Linked DNA regions of Mus musculus: region 1 is linked to region 2. The links are chromatin contacts, called in public HiChIP or PLAC-seq maps. All regions are on one chromosome and are shown on one strand. Each heading gives the region's core, a stretch centred on a gene start, on an enhancer-like site or on the middle of the called end of the contact. The rest is flanking DNA. Distances are from core to core; before and after follow the strand shown. Region 1 overlaps Slco3a1 (solute carrier organic anion transporter family, member 3a1). Region 2 has its middle 8.7 kb from the start of Gm30149.

Evidence for each region. HiChIP or PLAC-seq counts read pairs in DNA pulled down with a chosen protein or histone mark.
Region 1: a contact with region 2 is called in an H3K4me3 HiChIP or PLAC-seq map of craniofacial prominence, with 4 times the contacts expected there. The contact joins two enhancer-like sites. A contact is called at or near these places in 5 of 115 datasets of contacts at active chromatin or transcription factors (craniofacial prominence, embryonic forebrain, embryonic limb bud and 2 more).

What each region holds. Positions count from the first base shown.
Region 1 is chr7:74,328,696-74,331,710 of GRCm38.p6, forward strand. The region is part of intron 4 of Slco3a1 (solute carrier organic anion transporter family, member 3a1); the gene reads right to left. Among named protein-coding and RNA genes, the nearest start is that of Slco3a1, 220 kb to the right of the region's middle. Within about 2 kb of position 1,511, at least 33 of the 459 cell types and tissues checked have an H3K27ac peak or open chromatin away from gene starts, as enhancers often do. A contact at or near this core is called in craniofacial prominence and embryonic limb bud, where this site is marked.
Region 2 is chr7:73,615,922-73,619,018 of GRCm38.p6, forward strand. No RefSeq gene overlaps it. Among named protein-coding and RNA genes, the nearest start is that of Gm30149, 8.7 kb to the left of the region's middle. Within about 2 kb of position 1,345, at least 332 of the 459 cell types and tissues checked have an H3K27ac peak or open chromatin away from gene starts, as enhancers often do. A contact at or near this core is called in craniofacial prominence and embryonic limb bud, where this site is marked.

The DNA.
Region 1 (3,015 bases), core at 261-2,760, 710 kb after region 2:
TCAGCTTAGGATTTTTTGTTCTTTGGGTTTTTTTTGTTTGTTTGTTTGCTTCTTTGTTTGTTTTTTTGTTTTTCCTCGTCAAATATCCACAGTAAGGAGAGCCACAACAAAGAGTCTGGGATTATAGTTTGTCCATTGGGCTTTTGGCCTGCATCATGGTGCTGGGATATCTCCAGGATGCCCTATTCTCCTCCCCTCATCCCCAGCCTGTTCCTCTCTCAGCTGCATCCATGTTAGATCTTCTTAGTCTACTGTAATACTCTTCTCTTAAACTTTTACCACATAGGTTCCCTCCCCCACCCCAGGTGTCCTTTCTTCATTATTCAACCTAGCCTGGAAGAGGCTCCCAGGCATCTAGCCACAGGCACTTAAGGATCCAGGACAGTTGGCTTTTGGCATACACATTCTGAAGCTTATGAACCGTGTTACATCTTGAATGGGCCCAATAGTAGTGTGTGGAGGTTGCATACTCTTATCTTGCTTATGGGGCTCTATTTTTCTTACAGTGTGGTTTCCTGGGCTACAGACACTTCCTCTTATATTGGTGCTTTAACCTTGTCACATAGTCTTCAACCAGCTCTTCTCAGTTGTGCTGTGGTGACATATCCTGGATGGTTCTAGAACAGCCCTGTCTCTTCAGGATTGACACCTTTATTTGATTTATTATTATTGTTATTGTTATTATTATTATTATTATTATTATTATTATTATTGTGTGTGTGTGTGTTGCATAGATGCTTGTGTGCCAAGGCATGTGTATGGAGGTCAGGAGACAGCCTTGGATGTCAGTCTTCGCCTTTGACCTTGAGACAGGCATCTCCTCACTGTTTTCCTACCACACACGGCAGGCTAGCTGGCCTGCAGAGCTGCTGGGAATTCTGTCTCCGCCTCCCATCTCCATGAGGTTAGACACATGTCCTGTTCATCCAGCTTTTATGTAGGCTCTAGGGATTGAAACTCAGGTCCTTATAATTACATGGCAAACACTTTTACCCACTGAACCAACCCCTTAGTCCTTACACCTTTATTTTGATGTCTCTGCTGGACACCAAAATCTATATATGCTCACATCTATTATATAGAACAGTATACTACTTGTCTATAACTCACACCCATGTACCTTAGATCATCTCTAAGCTACTTACATCAACTACAAGGTGCATGTTACCCAAGTAGTTGCTAGAGCACACTGTGCAAGGAGATGATGACAAGGGAGAGATTTGTACTTTTTCAGTACAGATGCAGTTTTCTGTGGACTGCGTTTCAATCAGCGGCTCGTTAGGTTTGTGGATGTAGAACTTCCACAGATGGAAGCCAGTGGTATTTACAAAATAATTAACCAAATATAGCTGATTCATCAAGTGCCATGGCGTAAGACAAGTAAACTGATTTCAAGTAATTTGAAGACAAGTCTTATGTAAATCATAAATCATCTTCTATAAAGAGCAAAGATGGAGGCGAAATATAGGTTACTGAAAACATTGTCCAAGCGGTGTGCTTGTGACTAGACTCGGGGCTGGAAGGGAATCTGGCTCATTGGGGAGAGTGGCTGGCCTAGCATACACAGAGCTTTGGGTTTGATCTCCAAGTCTACACAAAACAGGTGTGGCACATACTGGTTATCCCAGGCCCTGGGAGGAGCAGCAGGAGAATCAGGAGTTTAAGATTATCCTCAGCTATATAATGTGTTTGGGGGCCAGCCTGAGATACATAAGATCCTGTCTCACAAAGAGGATCCGATTTAACTATACTCATATTACTAACAAAAATAAGGAATAGTGACAGGGTGCACTTGTTTCTCTCTGTGCACATGGAAAAGATCAGACACAGAGATTAAGTATTAGAAAAACCCACTAAGTGCCTATGGCCACATAAAATAAACAGGTGGGCTGAGAACCTAACCCTGCACTCCAAGGTGATGAATTAGCCAGCTGTCCTAAAGAAGAGAGCTAATTACACAGGCACAATTGCATCTCCTAGGAGACGAAACCTCCAAATGGCCCATCTAATTAGAATAAAATAATAATAGGAGACACATAAGTTTTTAATAACGCTAACAGACAAGCTCCATGCATCAAAATGACAGAACAATAGGCCGGGGACTGGCAGATATACAAAACTTAAAATTTATCATCTCTGGGAAAGATATCAAGTTTCCAAAGTGAAATTCTCCAGAGAGGAGGATTGAAGGGTTTAGTTACAGCACCGGACTGGACCAAAGGACTGGAAGCTCAGGATTACTGTGAGCTGAGCCATGGATCTGATGTCCAAGGGGATTTAGATGATAACCAGAGATGGCGGCTTCAGCTGTTCAACATGTGTTTCTGAGGCTCTAGGAAGGCAGCCTTAGGGTTAACTGAAAGCACACACAAAAAAATTAAAGTCAAAACTTTACAAAGGCTATGAACAAAGATGGTACACAAACAGCCTCAGGTCCTCGCACTTCATCCTGGTACACTGTGCTTAGAGTTTCCTGGTCTTTATGGGCACGCCGTTTGTATACTTTACAGGCCTTTTAAACATTTATGGCAATCTGACTTCTTAGAAGTATCATTTCAAATAAATGCCTAGGAGTGTTTGCTTTTAAAATCTGTGTTTAAATGTTAGGAAACTTTCCTTTGTTAAATCCATATTGTTTTAAAGTGTTGTACAAATACTCCCAGAACTGTTGACTCTGCAGTGTTTGAAAATGTAGCTTAAGAAATATGGAAAATGAACACAACATAAAATACACAGAGGGTGATCTGCTTTTCACAGTTAAAGGTCTCTTGGGTGTGAAGAATCCATCATGATCAATCATTGTTGATGAGCCATAGCAAATTTGAGACTGTGTGTGTGCCAAGCGTGAGGCTACTCTGTACTCAAGATCAGGTTCTGGTGAGTTACATCCACACACTGCAGAGAGACCAGTATGGACCACACCATGAGGTCAAAGGACCTACTTGGAATGGATGAATATGAACAACAAAGTCCTGGCTGCTGATGTGTAGTGGCAGACACAATTGTGACTTAGTC
Region 2 (3,097 bases), core at 95-2,594:
ACACACAAAAATTAAAGTCAGCATCCATTCATGAAAGAATGGCTAATAGTTAATTATATTTATCTGTTTTAACACTATGTAGATTCTAAAATGTTTAAGAATAAAACAAACATTTTTCTTTAATTGTTATGTGACTAAGTGAGCAGGAGGGGTCAGCAAGAGCGTGGAGGTCAGAGATTATACCGCAGGCAAGTATAAACTTTTCTCCCACCCACGTGTTCTTTGAGATGGAACGCAGGTAAACCGGCTTGCAGCCAGCAAGGACTTTACCAGCGGATCCCTCACCCCTTTAAAGACGGATTCTATAATGAAGCCCAGACTAACCTCCAACTCCTGCATTTCTCCTGCTCTCGCCTCCCAAGTGTCGGTTGGGATTGTGTGTGCATGCCACCAATCCCGACCATAAATCTTGAAGAGTCTTACTAACAAGAAAATTGTACATTTGTACTGTAGTGCAAAATGTCGACAACAAAGCTATATGTGCATCATGTAATCAACGACACAATTTGTCTTACAGTGGTAATTCTTGCGAATGGGATTCTGGGTGATATTTTTCATTATAGTTTTCATGTGTTTTGTTTTGTTTTTATTCAGCATTTGAAATAAAACTTTCTGAGAGACGGGTGATGTGGGGGCCTCAGGATCCTAAGGTCACATTTAGCCACATCTCCTAGCTCCTGAAAAAAAGCATTTTAAAATAAAGGTAGTAAAAGGAGGTAGCAGATTCCACATGCAGTGTTCATCTTCCACAGAAAACTAATCTATGCGGAGGGCTAAAAGTATTTGAGCTATTTCTTGGAAGATGGCATCTTCACATTTTCTTAAATTCCTTTTAAGTTTGTTATAATACTTCATTAAAAAGTCAGAGATACGTTTTATATCAGGAAGTCTGCGCTAATGAAATTCTGGAGACAACATTTTAAAACCCTAGGAACGTTCATGTGTGACAACTGTAAAAAGAGTTGCAGGCGACTGAGTCTGAACCATTCCTATGAAGGAGAAAGCAAGGAAACCCGGAAAAATATAGGAAGTCGGCCATTATGCTGCTGGTCGAGGAACTGCTACAGACAAAGCTGTATTCTTTCCTTAGGCCTAGGAGAGGAAAGATTAGAGCCCTTTGTGTTTCGGAATTCCATTCCTTAACTCTGCGGCCCCTGGCACTAATGGTGACTGGGAGTCGTTACGCAGTGTTTTGGTTCCTCAGAGGGCTCAAGTGCTTTCGGGAATGCCTGCCAATACAATTCACAAGAACACAAAACCTAAGGAGTGGGGTGAAGTAGGTCCCCAAATCCCTTCGTCAAAAATGCACATTTAAGCTTGGGCTCCGCCCACCCCCCAGTCATTGATGTCACTGTCTCACTTGTAGTTTACCACTTAATATCGATGCTGTTTTGATCACGAGCTTGGAGATTTGTCTTAAGCTACTCTCCTCCCTCCCTCCCAACTAACACCGTAATAGTTCCGCATTTTATCCAAAATATTTATTAATTAAACTTCTAAGGTCCTTGGGAGCCAGGTGCTATTTAGAGGGGAGGGGTCTTATTATTTTGAGATAGGCCAAAGGCCTCATAAATCGCAAATATGGGAAAGAATTTGAAACCTATTCTAAAAGGCTTTCAAATCCCAAGGCGACAAATGTCTTATTCTAAATATACCATCACATTCAGAGTAACGTGTGTTAACTTATTTAAAAAGATATAAAACCCAACAAAACCTCACATCTGCGATCCTCAGGCCCATCTAAAATAAATTCCACCGGTCAGGAATGTCTACGGGGTGGGGCAAGTAGAGTTACACGGATTTGGGCAGGAAGGGGAGGCTTCAGGCTTTCGCAGCAATTCCAGGATACTAGACAATTATGCCTAATTTCCTACGTTTTAATACATACAAAACCAGATTTCCCTTTCTTTCTTTTCTTTTTTTTTTTTTTTTTTTTGCTTTTTTTCACAAAAGCCAAACAGACAAGCTTGGATTCTGCCACACTGGCCGCCCCTACAGTGAGGAGGTCCCGAAGCGCCCCGGGGTGGATAGGGGTGGGGTGTGGTCCACCTCCCAGCAGGTTCCATCTCTACCATTGCTGACCCCGGCGGGGTCCACGGTCAGCATTTTTCCTGCTCTTGCTCGCTGTTGGCCTCGCCCTGATCTAATCGCTCCCCTAGGAGGTCGACAACGCTCAGAGGACAAATGCAAAGCGGACAAAGCAAATTAAGGAAAGGCGCCGCGAAGGCCCAAAGGGAGTCCTGGATCCCGGCCAGGGGTCTCGTGATGGGCGCGCTGGCGACCGCACCCTGGGCCTGTCCAAGCGGCCTCCCAAGCTGGCGGAAGCCGGCTACGCCCCGCAGGCTGGGCCCCGACCGGCCCTTCCACTCCGCCCTTCGGGACGCTCCGGGTTCCGAGGGCGCAGGCAAGGCGCCCATCCCCCGCGGCGCCATCTTGTTGTTTTCGTGCATTCCTCCTCCTCCTCCTCCTCGCCCCATCCCCACCCCACCCCACCCCATCCCGGCCACGTGGCGCGCGGCTGCGGAAGAGAAGGCCCCAGCCCAACTTCCGGCCAGACCGGTTCCAGCCGGTTGCGGGACTCAGACGCGCGGCTGCCCCCTGGTGGCCGGACGCGGCGCAGCGGGCCACGCCTTGCCTCCTCCGCCATTTGCTGCGCGGCGCGAGGCACGTCCACACTCTGCCGCCGCCGTCGTCATCCGCCGCCATCCCGAGGGTGCGCGGGTTGCGAGGGGGAGGATGACCCGCGTCAGGCGTGGGAACGCCTCTCTTCCGGAGTGATCAGAAGGTCGCTGCGGCAGAGACGGGCGCTTGGTGTAAAAACTTTACTCGTGCCGCCCGTCTGCCCACCGCAGCCTGTCCTGGGTATTCTGCTTTCTATGTGGATTTCTCGTTAGCGTTTCATTCCAGACTAGCATTTCTCGGGTGTGTGCTGTGGGCGGGGCCCGTGCGGTCTCTTACTTAGACATCCTAGGTGGCTCCCAGGATCACAGTGGTCACACCCGGGGTCACAGACCACTAAGGCGCGGGACGAGGAGCCTGCATCGGAATCTAGGGCAGCGGATGCTTTACTGTGAGGTTCTCTTGGTCAGCATCTTCA